2 separate regions of the Mus musculus genome follow, and region 2 is linked to region 1. The links are chromatin contacts, called in public Hi-C maps. All regions are on one chromosome and are shown on one strand. The core of a region is the stretch at or near the end of the contact, and the rest is flanking DNA. Distances in the headings are between cores, read along the strand shown. Region 1 overlaps Lrrc49 (leucine rich repeat containing 49). Region 2 has its middle 25 kb from the start of 1700036A12Rik.

Evidence for each region. A called contact is a pair of places that touch in the nucleus more often than the background predicts.
Region 2: a Hi-C map of cerebellum shows a contact between it and region 1, with 2.9 times the contacts expected there. The contact joins two enhancer-like sites. A contact is called at or near these places in 12 of 484 Hi-C or Micro-C datasets (the AML12 cell line, the G1E-ER4 cell line, adipose-derived mesenchymal stem cells and 7 more).

What each region holds. Positions count from the first base shown.
Region 1 is chr9:60,602,222-60,609,536 of GRCm38.p6, reverse strand. It overlaps Lrrc49 (leucine rich repeat containing 49), which reads left to right. Exons shown (of 17, transcript NM_145616.4): 13 at 6,721-6,958. Among named protein-coding and RNA genes, the nearest start is that of 9230112J17Rik, 60 kb to the right of the region's middle. Within about 2 kb of position 4,381, at least 5 of the 459 cell types and tissues checked have an H3K27ac peak or open chromatin away from gene starts, as enhancers often do. A contact at or near this core is called in cerebellum and muscle stem cells, where this site is marked.
Region 2 is chr9:60,738,999-60,746,313 of GRCm38.p6, reverse strand. No RefSeq gene overlaps it. Among named protein-coding and RNA genes, the nearest start is that of 1700036A12Rik, 25 kb to the left of the region's middle. Within about 2 kb of position 3,518, at least 96 of the 459 cell types and tissues checked have an H3K27ac peak or open chromatin away from gene starts, as enhancers often do. A contact at or near this core is called in cerebellum and muscle stem cells, where this site is marked.

The DNA of each region.
Region 1 (7,315 bases), core at 3,132-5,631:
GAACACACTGCCACAGTGTTGGGGACTGCGTCCCTGTGTGTCAGCTTTAGGAGCAGCAGCAAGCCAGGGCTGGCAGAATATGAACAGGGGAGTGAGGATGCCAGCCCGTCCCGCTGAAGTTCAGCAGAGCATTCATTGTTCTCCCATGGTCATGGTCCTCTTTAGACGTCAGCACTCGGAGAACAAGGCTGTGACTGGTCTTCCCAGGGTGCGTGTTGAGAAGACTGGGTCCACAATCCAGCTCCTCTTCCCCCGTTCCTCCCTCTGTAGGGCTCTAGTTAGAGTCTGGGACCTATGCTGCTGCACTGAAAGATCAGTGACGTTTACGTCTGTCCTGCAGGCATAAAGCTTGACAGCAGATAGCATCGAAACCTTGAAAACTGTTCAGCGAAGCTCACGGGTCTGGGGTACATAGGTCTTTTGACTTCAGAGTTAAGCTATGTACTGTGACAGCCTTCTGCTCTCCATGTCACTCAGGTGTTTTTCCACTTCCTGAAGTCTGCTGTCTCCGTGACTAATCCAGGCGTGCCATGTCCTTGGCACTTTACTGTTCTATCGAGTCCTTAGTAGACTGCCCTTTCCCTGATACTTTGTTCTGTACTTGGATCTCTTCTTTTCTCACACTTCCTTCTGTCCCTGCAGCCTCTCAGGTGGAAGGACGCCCTCAGCTCTAGCACTGGGGTTTTCTTCTCCTTCTCCTCCACCATCCAACCCAGGAAACTTGTGCAAGTTGGTGACTTTAAATGCCATTTATAGACAAGGTCACCAAAATGTATATCTTTTCCTTTATGGCTTGCCCATTTAGATGTTGCATAAGAAAGATATTAGGAAAAAATTAACTCTCATTATAAAGGTTTAAAGTTTGGTCTTCATCAGTCTTTGTTACATCAGTTTGTTACAAACATGGTTTGCATGTTTGGGATAAGGGCTAGTTTTTTTATTCCCTTCTATGGGAACAACCACTTTATTATTAAATTTAAAATACTCTTTCCTTTTCCCATTGGGATCTATCTGGATGTTTTGTTTGTTTTTAACCATGGGAGGAGGTGAGAATTTCTTTCTTCCAAACTCAGTACTGTGGATTGACCCAAGGCATCACTACTCTCACTGAGAGCTCTTCCACAGAGCTCAGTCCCAAGTCTGGTCCTCAGCACTTGAGTCACTCCCCTGCATCATCTCACTCCTGTCTCCATCCTGTTCATCCCTCGGAGGGCTCTCTCAGCAGGGGGGCTGCCATCTTTACCTTATTCCCACTGCAGTCAAGGCTGCCATCTGCTCCTCCTTCAGCACTGGACAGTCTTCACTTTCCAGCTTCCTAAAGCTGCTGGGCTCCCTGCTGCCAACCATCCTTCCGTCTTGAGCTTGTGTGGTGTTATACCCTTTCAGTCGCTTTATGTTCCCAAATGGCACCTTGGAGGGAAGAGATTTGGACATGTGTGCTCATTCCAATCTGGTATTTTGCCTGAGAATACAGGGTAAATCATTTAAATGTTAGAGATTGTATCCCCACATTCTTTACAAATCTTTAAAATAAACTAACACTTTCCTGTGGTGAGTGATGTAAGCCATTTTTCCTAAAGGTGGAAAGCTAATATAGAGAGCCACGGTCTTTTCTTCAGTGTTTCAATGTGTGTTTAAATATTACAAGTGGTTTCTCTCTTAAACCATCATTGAAAGTCCTTAGGATTTCATAGTGCTAAAAGGAAGGAAGGTCATTCTTGTGTTCCAGTGTCTATGGCCTTTGACCTGTGGGCATATAACTAAATGCCTAGGAACAAGTGTGCATGAAAACATTATGGGTATATAAAGGAAAGGATTTCTTTAGCAAGTTGCTATGTCCCATTAATGATTTTACCACTCTCTGAACTTGTGACAGCTCAATAGTAAACCACACTGCACAGGTCTTTTGCCGAGCAGAAATGGCAAAGCACTAAGTGTAATGCTTCCTCTGCTTCCATTGGATGCGTGTGTGAAGCTGGTTTACTTTTGGTCATTTCCTGTCTATGAACACTAGCATTTTAGCCAACGCTGCTATAATAAAATCTAAGGCATAAAACGAATTTCCACATTCATGAATGTTGTAATAGAAAATTCATAAACTGAGTTATTGTAGGGATCAGCACCACTTACTCTGTGGGAAAAGAATCTTCGGAAAAACTTGAAGTGTCCCTGTTCTTGCCTGGTATAAGAAGGCTAGAGACACAAAAATGAATGCAGGCCTCTGGAATAGCGCCTTTCTGGTCATGGTGTTCACTGGGGTGTGGTCTGCAGCTGCCTGGCTCGTAAGAATTTGATACTTTACTGCATCGAGTTAACTCTCCATCTTTTCGTAGGTTCCTCCAGTAATTGGAGAGACTCAGGAGGTTTCCTGGTTGTCATCAAGAGAGCTGTTTGAGGATAGTTGGACTTGGAATTAACCACCAACGAGCTTGAGGATAATCTCCACTGGCTGTCTATTGCCTGCCATCCCTGACCTTTGAGTTGGAAACATAGTAGTGAGGTGGAATCAAGTTTGATTCCACAGAAGCAGCCCTGCCTTTCTCAGGGCGTAGCTCAGGCTGAGTGGGGATAGGAGTCTGGCTGGGCCCAGTACCCAGTCACCTAGTAGAAGCTGAACTCATACCTAATTCTTCCTTCCCTGACATTTTATGGTCAATTAACCAATAAGTCCTCCTTTTACCTTCTCTTAAATACCTGGTAATATGTTGTCATTCATTGATAATGATCTCTAAATGCACTGAGATAAATACAGGCACAGTTTTATGCCTTCATTATTTCTAATCTTCACAAACCTCTGAAAACAGTTTAATGGGATCACCATTTACAGACAAGGAAATTCAAACTCAGAAATCCTGAAGCTTCTTGGGAGAGTGGCAGGTCTGGAGGCTTAGTCAAGGGTTATTTTTTAACGATGCCACCTCTAATGTATGCTATCATGTCTTTCTTTCATGGCCTCCTGTGAGCTGCTTGATATTGTACTGGTCTTCTTATTAATATCCCCACCTCCAGCCTCTTCCTCCCAACTTCTTCACAAAGTACATGTGCTAGTCGTTCTCATGCGGGTCCTTGAAAACAGAGGGGTGCATGTGCTCGCTCTCGCTCTCTCTTTCTCTCTCTCTTTCTCTCTCTCTTTCTCTCTCTCTCTCTCTCTTTCTCTTTCTCTCTCTCTCTCTCTGTGTGTGTGTGTATGTGTATTTTGCTGGGGATTGAACCCAAGGCCCCAGACATGACAATATGACAGTGTTCTACTTCTGAGCTAAATCCCAACTTTACAGCTGTTTCTGTTCACCCTCCCTATGGGATGACACCTGACTTTTCAGCTTTGCCCCCACGTGGCTATTCTGTCTGTCTGTGTTACTATGTCTCACAGTCTGGACATACTGAAATGAACTTTCCCCACAGTGACACATGCTCAGGCTTCTGTCCTTCCCTTCTTCCTCTTGTCCCTTGTCTGCTCCTGGTAAAAAAAAAAAAAAAAACTGGGCCCACTACTCAAGGGTCAGTTCAAAGGCTGCTGCTTTCTGAGGCCCAGCTTCTCCCTCTAAAGGAATTTGTCATTCTTCTGTTTCCATGGCGTAAGCTTGGAATACCCATTCTGTGACAACAAGCACATTATACTGAATGTATATGTTTATCTTCTTTTCCTTCCTCTATCCAGATTGCAAAATCTTTGAGAGCAGGTGTATTTTTTTTATTTAATATCTCCAATGTCTAGTATAAGACCTCTGACATATAATACGCTTTCTGCAAAATCCTACTGATTACGTCAATGACATAGTGAGGTCATTTTTGTTTGGAAATTACATTCCCTGCACTTATCAGGTTGCTTGCCTGATGGGATCACAGCAGCTATATTTGGAGAACTATAGCTCTGCAATTTGGCTTTAAAAGCAATAGTCTTGATATATCATATATATAAATGTCTTGATATACATATATATGTATATATATTATACATATGTCTTGATATACATATGTATATCAAGTATGTGTATGTGCGTGCACATGCGCAAGCTCTTGTGTCTGTCTTTATCAATACAAATGATTTGGTCACCTGTACCAGAAGACTTAGCATAGAACTTCGAACATAACAGCTTTCAGGCTTAGGTCTTTAAAAACCAGAAGCCTTTGAATTGTAAATAAAATAAATGAATATGTGCATATCTCTAACTAAAAAAAACATGAACCTATTAATAATTCACATAAGGAAAAGTGGAATGATTCTCTCCAACATAGACATTGTTTGACAAGCTTGTCATTTTTGTGGAAATCAAGCATGCTTTGTTAGAGAAGCAAATTAGTAGGCAGTGGCCTGAATTTGAGGCCAACCTCAGCAGCCTGATCCTGAGCTGGCTTGGCCTGGCGTGGCCTGGGTAACAGCTGTTCTGTTTCTTCTTGGCAAGAGTAAGCTGTATGCCACCTAGCAGCCATGTGTCTCATCTCTGTGAGGTCTAGGGCCTCGGAGGCTCCCTTTGACCCTGCTTCCCAATGGTGTCTCAGCATCTGCCTGTAGGCTCACTTACATTTTCACTCCTACCCAGTGGTGTGCTTTCCAAAAGTGTGCACAAAATAATCACCTTGTAATACCCAACTTTTTACTATTGAGTTTATGTTTCTAGTCATTTAATCACATAGGTGAAGAAAACAAACCTCTCTTAGATATGTGATGTGGGGCAAGACCCCTTCCCAGTGGGCTTGCTTAGCCAGCTAATTCTCCACTCTAATAACATTAAAACTAACCTTTGTCTGGTGCTGTGGCCATGAAGCACACCCATAGCGAACGCCACTTTTCCCTTCACCTTCCTTCACCGCCTGCTTCTGTCACCTGGCCAGCCTTGTTAGCTCTTATTGTGTGTCCACATCACTCTGTTTGTCCTGTGGCCTGTTTGCCCGTATTATACCTATGGTTGGAGCATCCTTTAAGGGCTTAATAGATACCCTTGAAAGTCTTCTCAGTTTATTAGTTCAAGATATATGTGTTGAGTTGAGCATTGCTAGATGTTGACTCTGCCCTGGTACAGGCAGCAGGATTGACACTAGCAAAGACCCGTGTTCAGTGAGCACTGTTGCAGTGTGCCGCTGTCAGTGCTGTTACTGTGAGTGTGTACCAACACTTTCCCTCCTTCCAGTACAGCAAATGCTGATGCAGGCTGTCCAGCACAGCAGGAACCATGCTGCCCCCTCCCCCACTTCACTGTCTTGTTCAAAGCACAGTAGATGGAGATAGTTCTTTCTTAGTCTATGCTGTTATCAGCTTTTACCTTTTAAGACCTAAGGCTGGTCCACACCTCTACTCATGGGTGTTTTGATTATTACCCATCTTAATCCTTTGATACTGATTATAAGGATGACATATAAAATAATTGTGTGTATTTTCTTAATTGCACATTCACTCTGAATACGCAAATGCCATTAGCCAACTTGTTAATGGATAGCCAGATGTGTCACAACTCACTGATGCCTATGAAATAAATCTAATAAACCAGTGGGATAATAGTTTGTCAGACTTACTGTCCAACATCATCATTTAAAACTGTTGAGGGCCCTTGTAATCAGTTACTAGGTTGTGAAAAGCCCATTAGTGAACCCACGGGTCTCCAGATGTGAAGACATTTGGCTGTTAGCTTCATGAACTCACTATGTAAAGGATGAAACAAAATTGCCAGCATATAATTGTAATTAGTCTGAGACGGGAAGCACTGGACAGGTGTACCAGTCCCAGCTAACTGTACACAGAGCAGTCGAGGGCAGAGAACAAACCCCCAGTGGCGACACACAGGGCAAGTCGAGCGTTGGCCAGGTTTTGAGCTCTGTGTATACCTCTATTTGTAGAGCAGAGTTTTGAGTTGGATCAAGGAGTTTTACTAATTCTCGGCCGTTCAGGTTGGCTCTTACAGGCAGCATGGCCTGCTTTTGAAAGAACAGAAGTGGCCTATCAGTAGAGTATCCAGTCTGGTACTGTGTGTAGCATAATTAGTTTTTATCACTCTTGTTTCAATTTAGGGGGAAGACATGCTTGATTCTTATTGATTACAACTGAACAATATGCTTAGAGTTTTTGAGGCATCAGACTATTCAGAAAGAGAGTCAGCATTTCTCACTTCACTCTGTAACCAAGATAGAAACTAGGTTAAAGCTACATATTTTATAAACATTCTATATTGTATTTTATAAATAATATTTCATCATTCTTATGGAAACATATTAAAATGTATTTTTATCTATATAGCTTTATAAATCAGGAAACTATGTTGTTATAAAAATATCTTAATAGCATATTTAAGATATATAAAATTATTATCTTATTAATATGATGACTAATTTGGACTTGGAGATAGGTTTCTATGATAGTTTTTCTATTTCAGCTGTAACCATGATTGGATGTTAATGTTAATCTTTCAGATAATCCAGTGAATTAGTGTAAGGATACATGTGACATGAAGGCAGCAGGGAGTCTGTGGGAGGAGGGGAGCAGCAAGCAGCAGGAGGGATGAGGGGAGGAGGGCAGGAAGAGGCTCAACATCGGAAGAGGAACACACCACAACAAGCCTGTTACTTTGAAATGTGATTTTTTTTAAGTGTAATTAATGTAGGATGCTCTAGGTTTAACTGGAAACAGAGGGTAACGAGTATAAACTGTAAAGCACTTTCCAACATGCTGTTCTAGCCTGTTACTTCCTTTGTGTGCCTGAGACGTTACTTAAAAAAAGACTTTTGCAGGTCTCTAGATGCAGGGCTCAGCAGTGCGTTACAAGGCTTGTCTGTCACAGAAACACACTTGGTGGAGATAGACGGAGAAACCCTCTCACTGTACGGCTCAGGGGCGCTGGAATGCCTGGATCGAAACTGGAGTGTTCAAACAGCCGGCATGGTCACCACGGTCTCATTCACGTTCATCGAGTTTGATGAAATTGTCCAAGTACTTCCCAAACTGAAGATGAAGTTTCCAAATTCTCTGGTAAACACTTTCCTTTGGAAGCATATTTGAATTGTTCTTCATTACAACTTGTGTGTTCAGGCCAAAGCCTGCTTCAACTTCATTTTCTGTAGTTTCTTTTGTGTTGATTTTCTGGCACTGGAATTTAAATTAGTTCCATAAATGGCCTTGTGGGTTTGTATGAATATTAGAAATTATATCTCTAAAGACAGTCCTTCTTTCAGTAGAAAAGACCAATGGAATTTTATGCATATTATCTACCTCAATTTTACAAAGAAAGCCACACACAGCCCTCGAGCATGTTTTCAGGCATTGAAACCGGTGTGGATGGCGTGCGTATATTCATTGTGTGATCTGACGCAGACCTCTGACAGCACT
Region 2 (7,315 bases), core at 2,269-4,768, 140 kb before region 1:
CCAGCTCTCCCAAGTCGGCCTTTAACCCCCACATCGATTCTCAAACACACACACACACACACACACACGCTACAAAAATAAATAAATCTAATAAAAACTTTTGAAAATAGAATAATCATTTTTGGATGAAGAAACTATTAATATTTACAACAGTCTCTACCTGTCCTTTTCTCCAGCTGACCCCATGACAGTCTTGGGATGGCATGTTAGGGACGTAAGAACATGGAGTTCATATGTGCTTTTGTTAGCCGAGCCATTCGTGCACTGTGTATTCCAGGTTCTTCATGCCGGGAGCACCACCCTGTTTCATTCAGAAGAGAGAAGGCGTAAGGAGGCTTGGGGTCCTGACTTCTGAAGAACATGCTTGGTCCAGGGCTTCTACTAACCAAGCTCCTCACCCGTCTATTCCAGGGCTCCCTCTCCTTCTCAGGTTGCTGAGGGACCTAGAACTCAGGAGTCCCCCTCCCAGGCTTTGCTGTGAGATCCATGGACCTTTAAAGGTGTATTTGAGAGCCAGAGCAAAATCAGGGCAGGGGCAAGGAGCTAAGTATGCTAAATTATAGACCCTCACAGCAAGAAAGTCGACTTGTACATTTGGAAACATAAAGTTTACATGGTATAGTGAGCAGTGTGTGTGTGTGTGTGTGTGTGTGTGTGTGTGTGTGTGTGTGTGTGTGTAGCAGTGGGAGATGTGTGTGCATATATGCATGCTCAGGAAGGACGGAGGTTGAGTCCAGGGTCTTCTGCAGTGGGCTTCCACCTTACATATGGATGCACCATTTCTTTCTTAAACCCAGAGCGTCCCAGTTTGGCTAGCCAGCTAACCAGCTTGCTCCTGGGGTCACCCGTCTCTCTCAGACTCCCACACTGGATTAGACAGAGGCTGCTCTATCTGCCCATTTTATACAGGGGCCTGGGATTCTGAACTTAGTTCTCATGTTTGTAGAGCAAGCATTTTGCCTATGGAACCATTCTTCCCAACCCACAAGATATTGTTAATGTTATGGAAATTGGGTTTTTATTCAATGTCTTCTCAACAAATATTTCCTGAGCTCCCGTCACAGGCCAGATCATATGTGATGGGACCCGGCATCCTTTCCTTGTGTCTCACATTCCAGCAAGGAAGTGGAGCATACACAGTTGACATTTGTACGAGGTGACAGGTGCTCTAGATAAAGTCTCCCCATCCTGATAGCTTACGGCTGAGAGTCTTCCTTGTGGTCTATTTTGGGAGAGCAGGTTTGTTTTTGTTGTTGTTTTAATGTTAGTAAAATGTAGTAATTGCCAAGTGAACCCCTTTAATCCTTACAAGAACATAGATGGTGTGGGATGCCACTTCACAGCCGAGGGCACCAAGGTTTAAAAATAAGAAGCCGGCCTCACAGTTTGGCAAGAAGTATGGATGGGATTTAAAGAAGGATCTTTAAAAATTCCCCAGCAAAGGGCACGCAAGCGTGTTACTCAGTGCGGGGCCGAAATCCATTTAGCACGGCTATACTCCAGTGTGGGCACTAGAGGGCGATGAGAGCAAACCAACGGGGTTTTTCCTCTGCCAGCTACAATCTCCCTGCTTTGAAGGTGGGTTGATAATGACTGTAGTGTCTACTATATTTTGCAGTGACAGATGAGGGCAAAGGTCACAGGATTCATCTTCCACCAAAACACCTAACACACTGTATTGCAATATTATGCTCTATGTAAAACCTGCCTGCTTAAGAAACCCTGGTCTAGAACTCTTGCTTCCTCTCATTCTAATTCAATATCTGCACACAGCTGAGTGCGTAGGGTTGCACAACAGGATGCAGTTCTCAACAATTAGTCAGGGGCAAAGGATTTCTGAATGTGCAACAACCAAAAATTAGTTCCAAATGAAATGTGTCATAAATCAGAAGTGTTTCTGGCAATGCGCAACGGCCTGGCATTTCTTAACCTCAGTGCAGCCTCTGATCAAAACACGCATGCGTACTCTGCCAGCTTCTACCACTAACCCCCCTCCCTCGCAGCCCTCTACCCCCACCCCGGTCTCTCCAAGTCTAAATGGAGTCTGCCGTATGCTGTGGGTTGCAATACTTTCCAGTACACCGAGATTTCTGCTCTCATGGGAACAGATTGGGCTAATTGTCAAACACAAAGACTTCAAGTATGGTTTCTTCATCATCCCTCATTACCTACCCGGCGCTTGTGTCTTTGGATCATGTGGCATTTGAATACTTAATTTTTTTTAAATATTGTCTTGATTTGATTTTCACCTAGAAATCATGAACCATATTGGCTTGGGATTAGGGCAGGGTTTCCAACATTTGCTGAAACAGCCCTAAACTTAGTTCTGATATTTTGAATTATGCTTTCAGAGTAAGAAGTGTTCTTGGCACTGACAATAATAAAACCAAGCTGCAATATAAATGGTAATTTGTATGTACACCAAACATTTGTTTTAAAATACAGTTGTTTGTGATTTATTATCAGCAAGTATCAGGCTGTAAATCTATTTTAGAGATCTATATAAAATTATAATACGAATTTCCTAAGTGACAGTGGACCACGAGAGGAAAGGTGTAGGAAGCCCTGACCAAGAACTCTTGCCATCTCATAGTGTGTGTGCTGGCACCCCTCCCGCCACTGCAGGCTTCATAGTATTCGTGAAAGTCGCGTCTCTGGGAAGAGGAACCTCAACAGAGAAAATAGCTCCAATCCACTGTCCTGCATTTTCCTGATTAGTGATTGATGTGGGAGGGCCCAGCCCACTGAGCTGGCTGTCCTGCTCATGTAAGAAAGCAGGCTGAAGAAGCCATGAGAAGCGAGCCAGGAAACGGCACTCCTCCGTGCGGCACTCCTCCGTGCTTCTGCTCCAGCTCCTGCCCCCAGGTTCCCTTCATGATGACCTATAATTGGGACACCGCCAAGAAAACCCAAACAAACACTTCCCTCCTCCAGCTGCTTTTGGTTGTGGTGACTCATGACAGCGACAGAGAGTAAACAGAGTAAGCTACAAGAAGACACGTGATACGTACCCTGCTTCTCCTTGTCTTCGAGCTGGCTCCAGCTCAGGGGTGGTGTGCAAACAGCTAATTAATGGAAGAGTGGTCTAAGTGATGGTAGCTAGCTCCCACGGGGCTTTTGCATACACACTCTGGATGTCCCGACCATAACATTCATTCCGGGTCTAAAAGCACTGAGTGTCCGTCATAACTGCCACTGACTCCCGCCTCGCGGGGGTCACATAGGGCTGTTGGGAGTGCACAGCATGAGGACGAATGAAGAAGGCTGAAGCCTTCGGGTTATTTTACCTGAGAGGAGCAAGCAGGATTGATGTCCTTGTTGAGAATAAGCCAACATTTCCCGAGGCCCCCATACTTCCTGCCTCAGAGGTTTGCTGTTCATTTTTGGTAGTGGTTTTACAAGGAATGGGGCTCAAAATTGCCGGGAAAATCTACTTTACGGTTTATGGGAAAGAGATAAAAATAATGGATGAGCAATTCATCGCCTAAGAGGACTTGCTGGCACGGTTTAGCCCCTTGCGGCAGAAGCCAGGCAGAGCTGTTTTGGAGACAGCCACACCCTGGGGTGCTGCCACAGCAAACGAGAGACAGACAGGGGCAGGATTTGGGATCCGAAGGCTGTGTGCCAGCTCAGGACGTCACCCTGGGTTGACAGAATGTGTATCCACCAAGTAATGCTCAGAGTGTTCTCCACAAGACAGCAGCATGGTGGGGCGTTGGCAGGGGTGGTAGCTAGGCAGTTTGGCCTTAAAAAATGTACAGAAAAATACAGACAGCATTCTTTTTTTTTTTTTTTTTTTTTTTTACAGAGAAGTAACAGATTTGTAGTTTCTTAAGACAAAGTTGGTGATAGGATGGAAGAGAGGCAAAGAGTCCTGGAGGCACAGAGCTGGGAAGACAGCCTAGTCAGCCAAGTGCTTGCCTGGCCGTCATGAGGACTCACGCTCAAGCTCCAGAAGTAATATAAAAATAAAATAAAATAAAAATCCAGGCATTGTGGGGCATGCTTATGATAACCACACTGGGGATGGAGAGGCAGGTGGATCCCTGGGATTCATTGTCCAGCCAGCCTCTCCTACTTGGTAAATGCCAGGCTATAAAACAAGGTTATTGGTGCCGGAGAAGCAACACGTGAAGTTTCCTCTAGACCACACACACACACACACACACACACGTGTACACATATACATAAAAATAAAACAAAATAAAATAAGACCTGGGGACATGCAAACCTTAGAAATCTGCAAAGAGAGAATACGCACAGGACGGGTGGGGAATGAGGAAGCGCCCGTGGAGCTCTGCGCATGCGCACTACGGAGAGGGAAGGTGCACTGAGGGAAGCCTCCATACTTTTAGTGCTGACCTTGAGCAAGTTTTGTGTTGTGACTCGATTCAAACACATCACCAGAGGCAGTCACCACTGTTCTCTGCTGGAGAGAACTGGGGTACAAGAAAGCAAACCTGTTTGGAGTCTTACCCAGAAGTAACTTTCTGCGCCTTGACTGCATGGCCTCATTTCCATCTCAGTGACTGGAAAAAGGATGACGTCACTTGCTGGGGTGGGTGGTCAGGAGCAGGTAGGCATGTGAAGGCAGGATGGCAGATCAAGCGATTCTTTGGACACGTGTGGAGTGTTGATGTTCTGCCAGCACCTTAAGGAGACATATCCAACGGACTTGGCGTTGCAGCATGGGGAGGGAGCTGGTTTTCGTTAAAAAGAATGAAACATCTGTAAAAATATGATTGGCTGAGTTTCCTGGTCAAGCTGTTCAAGAAACGCCAGCTGTGGTAACAAACAGGAAGGTCATGACCCAGCTGTAGTGCTGCTGCAGAGATAGACAAAGTAGGTCCGTCAAAGTGCCCAGGCGTCTGATACACTGAGACAGTGGAGGCATCTTCAGATGAGACCAGGACTAGGTCCTGAAGGAGGGGAAGAAGTGCATGTCCCTAAAGCCCCCTGTCTCAGCATGATGGGAGTCTTAATGCTGCCCACCCACTAAAGTCACTCAGGGAACCTCACTCCAGAATGGTGTGAGCCAGACCAACAGAGGAATAGGCTCTGCAAGTGGTGTCAACCACGAACCAAGGTCCAAACCCTTGGGAGAATGGGTAGGCTGTGTTTGGAGATGATGGGAAGGCGAGACATGTAATAATGCCTACAAAGCACTTGCAGGGACTTAGGTCATCTCAGGAGCACCTATCTGATTGTTCTCCACTGACTGCATGGGGAAACATGAACTGAATACAGAAATCACTTCTCCAGGGTTCTTTCCTGGAATAGTCCAAGACTAGAACTCAGAGCTACTGAGCTCAGGTTCAGGACCCCAGCATAGCACCCCACGGGGCAGTTCTGTAGAGGGCAGGTCCAGTCCGCCTGGATTTATGTATAAAGATGAAGGTCTTTAAAGTAGCTGGGGTACACTGGAATTCATCTACAAATACAGCCCAGTGTCTGTGTGGGAACTGAAGGGAGTGGAACAACACGTAAGAGATCCTGAAGGGAAGAGCTAGAGATGACCGGACAGCCTGACAGCCAGACAGCCTGACAGACTGGAAGCTGTGACCACGGGAAAGGATCAGGCAGCGGTGACAGGAGTTGTGTTGGGGAAGGGGACACAGGGAGTGACTGGAAGGGAGCTGTGGATGCACAGGGTCAGAAGGTCTCACAGTCTGCTGTCTAGACATGCTCCTGCATCAGGTAGCTGGGAAAGTGGAGAACCCACTTCCTGCCGGTATTGTCTGTACTAATTCTGGGCCTTAAAGGGAATAAATACCACCTTCCTGACCAGATAATCATCTGCTAATTTGGACATAACTGTATAATTTAAAAGATACACTTGAGGTTGGTAGAGGGCTTGCCTAGAATACACAAAGGTCTGGGTTTGATTCCTAGGCATTGCGTAAGACTACATATGGTAGTGGTGTGTGCTTGTCGTCCCGGCACATTGGAGATGAGGGTAAAACAATTCAAGGCCATACATCCCCAGCTACATCGAGATTTTGAGGCCAGACTATTTCAAAACGAAAACACTCCGGACTTGTTCTTTTCCACTTCCGAAATTTTTCTAGGTGAGCATTATTCTCTTGACTCTGCAGCTTCCAGTGTAAATTAACCAGTGTGACAGTGGAGATGCTGAGGACAAGGGAAATAATTTGTCTAACCGAAAAGCCCAGCACGTTGGGAGCTGCTGAATCCACAGTAACACGTGTGCCTGCGTCTCATGGATATGAATGGCAGGCAAAGCCATGTAGTGGGGCCAGTAAGATGCCTCCAAGAGTCAAATGCTTGTAAGATGCTTGCTCGTCAAGCCTTGATGAGCTGGGTTTGATCCCTGGAACTCACCAGTGGGAGAGACAGCTAACTGACTCCTGTAGCTCACAGCTATAACTCTTCTGACCTCCGTAAACATGCTCTATGGCTTGACCTGACTATACAAACATATATCTATCTCTCTCACACACACATGCAAAATAATAATAATAATAGTAAACATTTCATGCTAGCTTGGAGTAATAGTGCATATGAGACCTCCATAGACTAAGGTTTGAGTATTGGGAGTTTGAGGTCAGCCAATGCTACAGGGCAAGGCTGTCTCAGAAAATAGTACCACCACCATCACCACCTCCACCACCACCATCACCACCACCATCACCACCACCATCATCACCACCATCACCACCACTACCATCACCACCACCATCACCACCAGCAGCAGCAATCACAACAAAACAAACCCCAGAACCATCAACCTAGTTATTAAACCTTGGACAGATTAGTAATCTACATGGGGTCTTTTTTAAAAAATCTGGTAAAAAGCAGCACTAATACCTGAATCTTTTTTTTTTTTCACACGGTGATGGGATAATTTGAATGAGAAAGCATGGGAAGTTTTAATCAGCATCCCTGGCAAACAATCACCGCGCAATTGTTAACCAGCTCTAAATCCCCCAAATGGCCCATGGGTAAAGCCAACACTGGGATGTAGGCCAGGGATCTTTGGTGTTACACCAAGATGGCTTTTGTTGGTGACAGAAATTGAGCCCAGTGAGAAGGAAATGGAGCCCACTTTTAGGGAGGGCTGACTACAACCCACACACTAGCATGCAGCAAAGCGTGCTCCAAGGGTACCAGAAGGCTTTGGAAGCTTGTTACCCACCCCCAAGAATAAGAACGAGGAGTGTGGGGTCAGACTGGCTGACACAGGGTCCTGCAGCCTTGGCTGCCTCAGGGGTTCTCACACTAGTACAGATCATCTGCAGGGCTTTTCAAACTCTAGATATTGGGGTTAGGAAGATGACTCAGGAGTTCAGAGCAC